Linked DNA regions of Canis lupus: region 2 is linked to region 1. A link is a contact called in public Hi-C data. All regions are on one chromosome and are shown on one strand. The core of a region is the stretch at or near the end of the contact, and the rest is flanking DNA. Distances in the headings are between cores, read along the strand shown.

Evidence for each region. A called contact is a pair of places that touch in the nucleus more often than the background predicts.
Region 2: a Hi-C map of blood shows a contact between it and region 1, with 1.6 times the contacts expected there. The contact joins the enhancer-like site here to the promoter of SMIM15 in region 1. A contact is called at or near these places in 2 of 9 Hi-C or Micro-C datasets (amygdala and blood).

Annotation. Positions count from the first base shown.
Region 1 is chr2:46,898,301-46,904,133 of UU_Cfam_GSD_1.0, reverse strand. It overlaps SMIM15 (small integral membrane protein 15), which reads left to right and starts at 2,160. Exons shown (of 3, transcript XM_038530690.1): 1 at 2,160-2,306; 2 at 3,798-3,924; 3 at 4,796-5,833. The coding sequence starts at 3,823. The coding sequence ends at 5,032. It overlaps LOC102151620 (a long non-coding RNA gene), which reads right to left and starts at 2,180. Exons shown (of 8, transcript XR_005355580.1): 1 at 1,883-2,180.
Region 2 is chr2:47,041,502-47,047,334 of UU_Cfam_GSD_1.0, reverse strand. No RefSeq gene overlaps it. Among named protein-coding and RNA genes, the nearest start is that of ZSWIM6, 12 kb to the left of the region's middle. Within about 2 kb of position 3,539, at least 6 of the 20 cell types and tissues checked have an H3K27ac peak or open chromatin away from gene starts, as enhancers often do. A contact at or near this core is called in blood, where this site is marked.

The sequences.
Region 1 (5,833 bases), core at 911-3,410:
CTGATAACTGGTTCAAGTTACATGAATAAGATTTCTTAATAAATACAAGCCGAGCTTATTTCCTTGTTATCCTAAGTTGGCATTCTAAAGGACATTTGTGAAAGAAAAAAAACCCAAAAGAATCTTTTCAAATAAAGAATAAGACCTTAAGAAAATTGGCTATGTTTCCACTGAGTTCCCGGTTCTGCTGCCACTTACGAAACATAAGTTAGAAAAATGGCCAAACCCAGTCCAACTGACATAATTTTAAAGCTGAAAGAACACCAGAGATAACCTGTGTACATTCCACATAAGGAAGAGGAAACAGGCTCAGAGTGACTTACCAGTGTATACAGATATACCAGTGTATACAGCAGAGACAAGGCCTGGGAACCTCAACTCACAAGCTAGGACTCCTGACTACAGAAAACAGCGCACAGTACCTGAACCTTCACACCACCTTTCTTTCTTTCTTTTTCTTTTCTTTTTCTTTTTTTAATATTTATTTATTTATTCATGAGAGACACACAGAAAGGCAGAGGCAGAGACACAAGCAGAGGGAGAAGCAGGCTCCATGCAGGGAGCCCGATGTGGGACTCGACCCCGGGTCTCCAGGATCACTCCCTGGGCCGAAGGCAGACACCTGCTGAGCCACCCAGGCGTCCCCTTCACACCACGTTTCATTAAGGCACTGCAGGTTGCATTAAGGGGCTCATCCCTGGCAACCCCTATGCTATTCCTGGGCTTGCATCCTGGCGCTGAAAACTAGGTAAGCAGTATTAGGCTGTGAAGGCAAGGTCTAGACTACAACCAGCTATAGAGCTTACTTCTTATGCATCTTTTCTTGCAGCCCAAGACTCCAATGCATTTAACAGGAGAAGCAGCAGAGCAAACTACTGGGAAGGCGGTAATTGGGTATACTGCGGATCCAAGATTAAAAAAAAATCACGCACACCTTGCCTCTGCACTGAAGGACGTTAAAATGCATTCTGACCCTGCCTGGAACTACTATTTGAGCAAGTTTTTAGAAATCACATAGTCAGTGATTTCTAGCAAGTAAAGTTTTCTGTATACACAATCCAGTGGCTGAGTCTGCTCCTTCCAGCTACTACAGGTACAGGCGGGGTCCAAGCAGCATAAGCTCTGAAACCATCACCCACGTTTCCAAACAAGAATGAGTAAGAAAACAACTGCTGCTAACACAACACACAAACATTAACGTATGCCCGACGGACAGTAGTTTAGTTTTTTTTGCCAAAAAGCCTGTTGCCTGGTAAATAATAGTTACTGCTGTTCCATCTAAACTAGTTATGCATGTCACAGCTTGCTCCTCAAAGAGAACGTTCTATAGTCTTTCAAGAATAAAAACCTGCTTTACTTGGCACATGAAAGTGAAGAGGTCTTGCAACACTCGCGAGCAAGCGGCAGAGAGAGCGAGCAGCTCAGTGCAAGCAATCACAAAACCTGGTCACCAACCAAACCAGAGTTAATCCCTCAGTTTCCTGTAGATTAGAAGACAGTGTTAAAGTGGCTCTTTCTGCTGGTTGACTTTTGCATCCCTGGATTCGTGTACTGAAAGAGCAAGCATCTCTGCCGGAACTCTACGCCCAGACGGTTCATTGGCCGAGTTCACTTTGGGGCAAGCACGGAGCATTTCGTGTGTGTGTGTGTGTGTGTGTGTGGTGTGAAAGGAGTTAGGGTCTCAAATTCAAAACAAACCACAAAAACCCCCTCTTCGCACAGCCTGCTTGCATTTCCCCTCAGGAACAAGGTCCAGGGGATCCACCACGGTCGGGCTCCCGGCCTGCGGTCCTGTCCAACCAGAAGAGGCAGGGGCTGGGGCGGGGTGGCCCGGGAGGACGGGCTCGCCCGGATCCTCCGACGGTCGCTCGGTGACCCTCACCTGGGCTCGGGGCGGCTTGTGGAGACCAAGCGCTACCGGTCCGGGGGGTGTTTCCAGGGGCTCCAGACCTCACCCGTCGGGGCCCTGCACCAACCGCCGGCTCCTGGCTGACCTCGGGGGCAGAGACGGACGCCCCGCGGCGCCCCGGCGCGGCTCCCGGCGTCCTCCCGCGCCTCCACCTCGCCCCTGGGCCCCCGCAGGAGGCGCCGGACTCGGGCTCCCCGCAGAGGCCTCACCCGCCGCTCGCTGCCCCGGGCGCCGCCCCGCCCCCGCGAGCCCCGCAGGCCGGGGTCCCGGGACCCGCACCGCAATGGCGCCGCCGGAAACTGGCCCCTCGACTTCCTCGGGCCCCCTGCGGGCTGGGGCCGGCCGGGGGGCGGGACGCGCCAGCCGCGGCTTCCGCCTTCCTGCTTCCGGCCTGGAGGTGAGTTGGGAGTCGGGGGTCTGAGCCCGCGGTCGCGGCCGTGAAGGGGGGCGCCGGGCCAGCCCGCGCGCCCGGAGGAGGCCCGAGCTGCGGCGGGACCACGCCCGGATGCCCGGGACCCGCCCGCTCTCGGATTCCCGCCGAGGCCGCTGGGCGAGCTAACGTGGCCCCCTGGGGCGGGCGGCCGGATGGGGTGAGGGAACTAGAGGGAGAAAGGACCCCACCGAGGATGGACGCGACGTGCTGACGGCGGCCACGCACCGTCAGGGCCGCGCGGGGCTGGGCGGACGTGAAGCCGGGCTCGACCCCTCACGGGGGGAGGAGAGTATGACTGACTTCTCCGAGGCGGGGGCCTCGCGGGTTTGGGTCGCGTGCAAGCGCCCGGGAGCCGTGGCGGCCTCTGGGCCGTGGCGGCCTCTGGGCCGTGGCTTTTCTGTCTTAGTGGCTAGAACTTTGCCACGAGCCCGGCCCTTCACTTCCGCGTTACTCTTTTATTTTTCTTCTTCTCAAAGTTTCTTCGATTGTCACTGAATTTTGCCTTAGTCAGTTCGTGACCGTGCTGGAGAAGTTGTGAACCAACAGATGGACCTCCGTGTGGGCCCGAGAATCCCAGGCAGGGGGCGGAGGCCAGGCCCGTTAACAGGGCCCTACCGGCACTTGAACGTTTGAGTATGAAGCGACCGGTGGAGGGATGGTAAAGCCTGTGGCACATGAGAGACAGAGAGAGAGGGGCAGAGACACAGGCTGAGGGGGAAGCAGGCTCCACGCAGGGAGCCCGATGTGGGACTCGATCCTGGGTCTCCAGGGTCACGCCCTGGGCCGAAGGCGGCGCCAAACCGCTCAGCCACCCCGGCTGCCCCTGTGGTACTTTTTTGGAGGTGAAGGGATTGTGGGTGATGATGTGTATTTTCCTTTGGTTTCTGTGAAGAACACGAATTGTGTAGTAGAGTGACCAAAAAAAAAAAGTTCAAAACCTGGGAACGGATATGCTGTAACTTATCAGTGAACTCATTTTTCTCTTTATATGTCAGTGAGCCTCATAGTTTTATTTTGAAGTAATTTAGTAAAATAGTTGTAATTATACCAGTAATTAGGATTTTCTTAGAGGGCATTTGCAGTTGTCATGGATTCTTTCTTCAAATTAGGAAGAGGGGACCCCTGGGTGCCTCAGAGGTTGGGCGTCTGCATTCAGCCCAGGGCTTGATCCTGGAGACCCGGGATCGAGTCCCATGTCGGGCTCCGTGCATGGAGCCTGCTGCTCCCTCTGCCTGTGCCTCTGCCTCTCTCTTTCTCTCTCTGTGTCTCTCGTGAATAAATAAATAAAACCTAAAAAAAAATTAGGAAAGAATAGGTTCTAATGTGTATAGTGTGCTAGGCAATTTTACATGTCATTTATAGGTTGCATAGGTAGGATTTCAAAATAGTCTATTTGAAATTTTCACAATTATCCTAAAAGTTGACTTTTTTCCCTCTTATCTGTTTTCAATACAGAATTTAAACTTTCTCTCACAAGTGTATGGTAGAACTAAAGACGACAGACAAGCAAGAGTCATCTGACACTGTAATTGGCTCACCAGTAATTCCAGGACAAAGTTGGAAAGAACTACTCAAGCATAAGGTAGATGGCTTTTTATATCCCAGCCAAAATTGTGCATGTATGTACACCCATTCCTACCCAAGTATTCTTAATTTTCACCTTTGAATAGAGGTTGACCCAAACACGAAAGGTTGAAAATCAGCCTCTGGGGCAAAATAGAAAATGTCACTCAGATCCACACCATCCGTATTTACCAGATGGCCGTCCCATACCAACTCAGAGTGGAACAAAATGCTTGGCACCTGTTATGGGTAATTTTTTCATTTATTCAATTATGTCCTCAAGTAGGAATCTTTAGAGAGGAAAGAGGGCATAAGATAGCATGTCCTTTTTTTTGCTTATGTCTCTTTGCACACGAATGTGGATATTAATCATGCCTCCCATACCATCTCTCCTTTTCATCCCTGGAAACAGCCATGCATTCATTACCTTCCTCTCAACCTTTTCATGTATTCTGTGGCTTGTCCTTTTCAAACACCAAATTTGGTGAATCGTATTTTTGTTAATTAGTACTTAATAATACTAAGTCTGTGTCAAAAAATACCAAACACGATTCAGCTGTTTCCTGGAAGGAGCGCTTAAGACTCAGGACTCTTTTTAAAAAGTCTGTTGCTAAAGAAAATTGGCCGTTTCTGAACACAGATTCCACAAGGTTTTTACTTTTTATCTTCTATACCTTTACACTTTTAAGTGTTACCCTAGTTGAATTATTTTTCTTAACTGGAGATAACAGTCCGTATTAAAATAGTACTAATGGATGGTTTTTCAAAAACAAAAACCTAATGAGTTACAACAGAATTCCGAGTTAACTGAGTGTATGATGTAACTTTTTCAAAATTTGATTAACCACATAGTCTTTTCTCTTGTTGCCCCCCTCTTCCCTTTTCTGAAGACGGCCACAAAGATGTTTGATATAAAGGCTTGGGCTGAGTATGTTGTGGAATGGGCTGCAAAGGACCCGTATGGCTTCCTTACGACGGTTATCTTGGCCCTTACTCCATTGTTTCTAGCAAGTGCAGTACTGTCCTGGAAATTGGCCAAGATGATTGAGGCCAGGGAAAAGGAGCAAAAGAAGAAACAAAAACGTCAAGAAAATATTGCAAAAGCTAAACGACTAAAAAAGGATTGAAGGAATGAACAGGCTGTATAACCAGAGGAAAATCATTTTGAAAATTATGCAGCATTGGAAGGGCCCACAAAGGTTTCTTTTCTGGTTTTTATGGCTATAATTTGTTGTAAACAAAGTCTGAGTTCATGGAAGAATCATGTTGTCACCTCTACTGCAGCAACTTTTAGGTTTTGGTGTAGAAGTCTGATGACAGTTACTGTAAATTGGCATTTATTATGCTATAAATTCTTTATAATTGACTTAGTCACTTGCCATTTGGCAGCTTATGTTCTGAAATGAAAACATCCGGTGGTGAAGAATGACTATACATTATGAACTCTATTCAAATAATGGCTTAGAACAGGGTTCTGTTCTGGGCGAAGGGAATTGAGGATGTAATAGTCAAAACTGTCCTGAGGTGAAAAGTGTGCTTTGGCTTAAAAGCCATATATTAATTACATCTTTTATCATTATTGCTTACTTCCTGGAATAGAATCATTTCTGGCTTTCTCAAAGCCACATATTAACCAATGACTCTTTGTGTTCTGCATTTTCTCATTTTAGCCTTTGAGATAATTATCAGACATTTTGCATTTTTTAAAAATCTCATTTTATAAAGAATTCTCTTATTGGCTATGTAGAATTACCACCTACCAAGTAGAAGAATTTTTGTACTTATGAACACTGCCATTTTCGCAGAGCTGTCTTGTTGAGTAGAATAACACTTTGATTTAAAGCTTGCAGTAAAAATGCCAAAGCTTGTGGTACCTTGGAAGCAGTTTAATCTTTACTGTGCTGTGTAGAAATGTGTAGTTAATATGT
Region 2 (5,833 bases), core at 2,290-4,789, 140 kb before region 1:
CGGGTTCTGCCAACACAGGCTGCTCAGGCCTGCTTTCAGTTCCTTGAACACTCAAGGCTCACTTCCTTCGGAGGGCCTCTGCCCAAGAGTTCCCACTGCCTGGAATGCTCTCCCTCCCCAGGCCCGGCAACCACTGCCCAGTTTCCTCCTACTCAGCTTAATCACACTTCCTTAGGAGGGCCTGGCGCTCTGGCGGGTCAGCTCTGCTTCTTCCACACTACTAGTCACCCGCACTTCTCCTAGGAGCCCTCATCACCGTTGCAAGCCTTTCACTTAGTTGTGTGTAGAATAGATTACCTAGAAAATAAGAGATGCCCCATAAATATGGGTTCACTCCGTGGAGGAAGGGAACGAGGCCTCCTCATCATGGTTAACATGAAGGCTTGCCAGGAGACCAATTCCTCACAGCTTACCTTCACTTAATTGCTGTCAAGGCCCCCAGGTCTCTCCTTTCCTTTCAAGAAAAGAATAAAATCTACTCAATGAACCAATGAACATGTAGCAGCACGGCAAGAAACTACACTGCTACTTTCTGGACACCCTTGTATTATTCCGAGCAAAGAAATAAAATCTTCCCAAATTTCAAAAACTTGCACACTGTCATACATGCTGTCTGCAACATTTGTCTCTTGTTAATTTTTTTTTTTTTCTGGCTTTCGTCTGAAGTGTCTCTCAAGTTTTGGCAATTTTGAGTCTTCTGGTTACCATGGAAATAGGAAACAATGATCTCGTGGAGATTAAGAGGAGGGGGACGGGTTTCTCTTGGGGTTCTGGAGTTTTTCTCCTTTGATAGTATCTGTGAGTTGAGAGAATGTTGATTTGGAGGCAGTGTTTCTGTGTCACCAACAAATGCTTATTTTTGTGCCATGTTTTAAAGATAAACATGCCCTGTTCCAGGTGCAGGCTCTTGGTTTATCCTTAAGGCAAGTTCAAACTGTGGAGCATGAACTGTCCAGTCTAAGTGAGAAAGAACCTTTACCTCCTCCTTCCACATACCTTCAGAAAGCTTCAGATATTGTATAAGGCTCTGGCTCTTTCTGGCACATTGGCATGTTGGGTTACAAGGAATATTACTATATGCAGGGTCAATTTTATTTTTTTCTTTCTCTGTTTCATGAGTAAATGATACTTATATTTTTTAATTTCTTAACTTCCAGAGCAGCAAATAAGCACGTGATGTTGCTCTTTATTGCTGTTGTTCCATAATCTTGGTAGTTGATAGTTGCTCATACCGACAGAAAACTTGACCAGTAATAACAAAACTTGAAAAATCTGGGAAAGGAAGAAAATTGTTTGTTTGCCAAAGTCCACAATTTTACCTCCTCTCAGAATGGCTTCATTTCTTTCAGAAACTGAGAACCACGTGCACGTCTATGGCTATATAAAGCTTGGTGTTTAATACATTCTATAATAACCCTCATTGTAATTTTTCCATATCTTATGTCACCACAAAGGTTCCAAGTTCCCTGGAGGACAGGCATGGAAGATTCTTTTTTTTTTTTTTTTAAAGACTTTATTTATTTATTCATGAGAGACACACAGAGAGAGGCAGAGACACAGGCAGAGGGAGAAGCAGGCTCCACGCAGGGAGCCCGATGTGGGACTAGATCCCAGGTCTCCAGGATCTCACCCTGGGCCAAAGGCAGATGCTCAACCACTGAGCCACCCAGGGATCCCAGCATGGAAGATTCTAACACCAACTCCTGCTTCCTTGCTGCATGGAAGTCCAGCCTGCGGCACCTGATGGATGGCTCACCCCTGCAATTCCCCACCTTACCTACCCCACTCCAACTACTTTTCCTTGCCTGTAATTTTGCCTGAGGAATATCCAGAAGCATCTCCCTTAAAAATGTGTTTGAGTAAGGCTCTGTCTCCAGACTGAAGATATTTCTCTCAATTTACAATTCACCTCTTAGAGATTTGGTTCTTTTGGACCTTAATGAGCCCCCTTTGAAAAGTATCAATACCCCCTGGAAGGCTAAGGCTGACAGCCATTATCAATTTATAATCCCAAGGAACTAAAACCGACTGCCAACCCCTCCCTCAACCCCCAGGGAAAATTAAATTCAGGACAGGCACTCGGGGTGGTGCTCATAAAGAGAGGGGCTCTGGGGTGTGGGTGGGGAGCAATGAATGAACATCTTAAGTTTCACATTCTTCAATTCGTGTCTGTCCCTGAAGTTCCCTTCCCTTCTTTTCCCTGCCTTGTTCCACCTCTGTCCCTCTTACCTAGGCCTAGCTATGTGTATGACTGTGTGTGTGTGTGTGTGTGTGTGTGTTCTATCTGTGTGTGCGTGCAGATGTCTGTATATATCCCCAGGTCTTTGACTTGACACTGTCTAGCAGTGTAACCAAAAAAAAAAAAGAAAAGAAAAAATTAATTCAGATTACTTGTTGGATGATTTAGGTATTTTCAGCTTCATTAACAGCTAATCACCACACAATGGATTACTCAACCAGGGTTTGAAATATGCCTCCAAGGTGGCTAGACTAACTGGAATGATCGCGTAAGGGGACTTCAGGCGGGTATCATATACACACAGCTATTATGTCTTTGTGGGAACATGCGTTTGCGTATGAATTGTCTGTGCATGTTCTTGGCAGGTCCCCTTTCTTGTTCTCCATTCCCTGCCCCCTCCTCCACTCCAGCCTTTGCCAGGTCTGCCTACAGATCCCCCCGGTCTTGGAGCCTCCCAGAGAGCAGTGAGAGCTCATTTAGGTCCAGCGGCCTCCTGAGAGGAGTGTCCCAGTGTGCCCTCCGGTGAGCCAGACGGGCCAACTGCACCCCAACAGGGTTCAGAGCCTGGCTGGGAGGTGAAAGATGGGTAGCCAGAAGGCTTGGAACTGTGCCACTGGGGACGCAGCCAGGTGTCTTGCCGCCCTCAGAAAATGCTCCTCTTGCCCTGCCCTAAGGAACAAATTACCAGCACAGACAGAAGCGTGACCCTGGAGCCAGTTTTCTGTGGATTCTTTCTCCAACCGCTGAAAATATTCTGGTGGATACGGAGGTTGGCCTGGTGTGGGAGAAGATGACACACCACCACCTTCACCTCCACCCTCTCCCCGCCCCTGCAGCACGCACACATGCACACATGCACACACGCACACACACGCACACACACCCCGGATCCCAGCTCCACCGATGGCTTTGGCCAACGACGCGGCCTCCCCTAAGTGGCCGCAGATTGAGGTAGGCGTCCACAAACAGGTTCTGTTTTTACAGGTCTGGCGCAAACCACGAAGTCCTCCGGCCACACAAAGTGCTCTGTGGGCAGGACTAGCCAGTTTGCCCTCGACAGCAACCACTTTCATGGCTGGTTGGACTTGTCAGGGATTTTTCTCTTAACATTTGTCAATGACCATTGTCAGGTGTTGCTAGGGTTGCAGGAGAAAGGATTCGCTCGATTGGCTGAGCGGCCGGATTCTGTGGCCAATCCAAAGGCTGTGCCTGGGGGAGGGGGACTCAGCATGATAGAACAATATCAAGCATAGGCAGACACATTCCGGGTACTAATAAGGCGTCTGGAAAAATGGAATTATAGTGTGCAGGAATCCCTTGCCCCTCTACAGCTCCAGCCATGGCTTGGTTGCCGTTCAAAGTGCTAACGCCTAAGTTAAAGTCATTCCCAGATTGGAGGAAATCAAGATTTCAAAACAGGGGAGTAGCAATTGTAAGGAGGAAGTAAAACTCCTTGCTCATTGTGTTTTACAGCCTTCCTTAGCAAAACTGCTGAATTGTAATTTGAAATATTCCACCCTTTCAAATAAATTAAGTGCAGCCCTTAAAAACAGGAAATGAGAGAGGCGCACACGTATTGTCAACTAAACATTCACAGACCTCGCAGCACAGAGCGAAGCTGAAAATCACAGAACAGTCCCTATGAGTTCACTGTAGGAGGATGACAGCAAGGGTCACCACCAAGGGAGACCTTCTGCCTCTCCCGGCTCACTCTTGGGCTGAAACCTGAATGCTAATTAGGAGCCAAATGAAAGACAAACATCGGCTTGAAGGGAAATTTGGATCTTAGAAGATCAGAGATATTCTGGGATTCAGATAAACCCTGTGGTACTCAGGGAACTGAGAGTGTACTTGACGGCTGCACCCTCCCTTTAGAACACACAGCTGCCAGTGGGCCAGGTGTTCCTGCAGGAACTCAGGTAACGGATCAAAAGCAAACAGAATTATCTTGCCTAGAAAATAAGTTAAGCTTCTGTACCGTCCTGATTTCCCGCCCAGTTATCAACATGATCTCCAAACTTTAGTGTTTTTATTGGCAGTTTGGACGCAGTCACAAGAAAAGTTTCTGTAGTCTTCTTCTTCCCTACTGGGCCTCTCCCTTTGCTCTCAGACCTATTCCTTGGAAGATGGAGCTGCCATCCAAGAAGAGAGAAAGGAAGAGGGGAAAGGCAGGAGAGAGAGAAAGGGAGGAGGGGGAGAAGGAAGGAAGAAAGAAAGAGGAGGAAAGAATCAGTGTTCGTTTCCCATGGGTCCCATCCCTGCAGCGTCCACATCTCTTAGCCGGTGCAGGCTCTTCTGCTGGTGAAGGAGCCCACAGCCCAGCCAAGCCAACTGAGCTTCATTTCAGGCTGAAACAGGGTTTTGGAGTTCTGCATTTTACTTTATATACATTTTGAAGTAGCTCAGGATGAGAAAAAAAAGAAAGAAAAAGAAAAGAAAGAAATAAAGAAGAAAGAAGAAAGAAAGAAAGAAAGAAAGAAAGAAAGAAAGAAAGAAAGAAAGAAAGAAAGAAAGAAAGAAAGAAAGAAAGAAAGAAAGAAAGAAAAAGAAAGAAAGAAAGAAGAAAAAAAGAAAAAGATTCTAAGACTGAGTTTTGGACAATTTCACCTCCCACTCCCACTGGTATAAAGAAGAATATGCATGAGCAGAAAAATGGTCTTGAGGAGGGTTGGCAATAAAACTGTTAAGAATTGCACAGAAAGTACAGCTTCACATTGGAGTACCCACTTAAGTCTACCCACACTGCCGGCCAGGGAGACCGACCTAGCCCACTTTACCCAAGATCCCCGAGAGCCTCGGGGGAGACAGTAAAATAGCAGGAATCACTATTCCAAGGGGGAAGAAACTTGGAGAATATTTTCAGTTCACTTTTCGGTTGCATGTGTTGCTAAATGCAGATATTTGCGCTGTTGGCAACGTCTTAGGAAGTGATTTAACCCACTTGCATCGCCAGGCATAATTTATCATGTGGCCCTGTGACTTTAACCCCATTCATTTCTCCCTTCTGATTACTTCAATCATGTTTGTGTATGCATTACTTAGGACATGTCTTTATTTCAGAGACCCTGAAATCCTACTTGATTTTTCTAACTCAGAACCTAGTCTTCTCTCATCCTGACCTTATCTGCTCTCTTCAGGAACAATTCCAGGAGGCCAGGAAATCTTACCACCCACATCTAATCTTCACACTCAAGCAATTGGATGAGGACTGGTGGGTTAGGAAACTCATCCTCTCCCGGCCTGGCAGGCACACCCACATAGTCATTGGTGAGTATTCTCCGGGGTTAGAACTGCCCAGAGCTTTGCAAATTGGTGTTCTCTCTCTCCCTAGTGCCTATTTCAAGATAACTTTCAATGAGAGCCGTACAGTCAGTTACCAAAATAGCTGGTTATGAAAACCTACTGGATCAATGAAAAACAAAAATCTGACTGCCTGTTTCAACCTGCAGTCAACCAGCAGAGATCATGCACTGAAGTCGGAGCCCTTTTCTTCCCTGAATCGGCCGCTAATAAAGAAGGAAAGCATTTCAATAGAGGACAGAAGACACAGAAGGCCCGGGGTAACCCACAATGAAATGAGCAGTTTCAGAACAT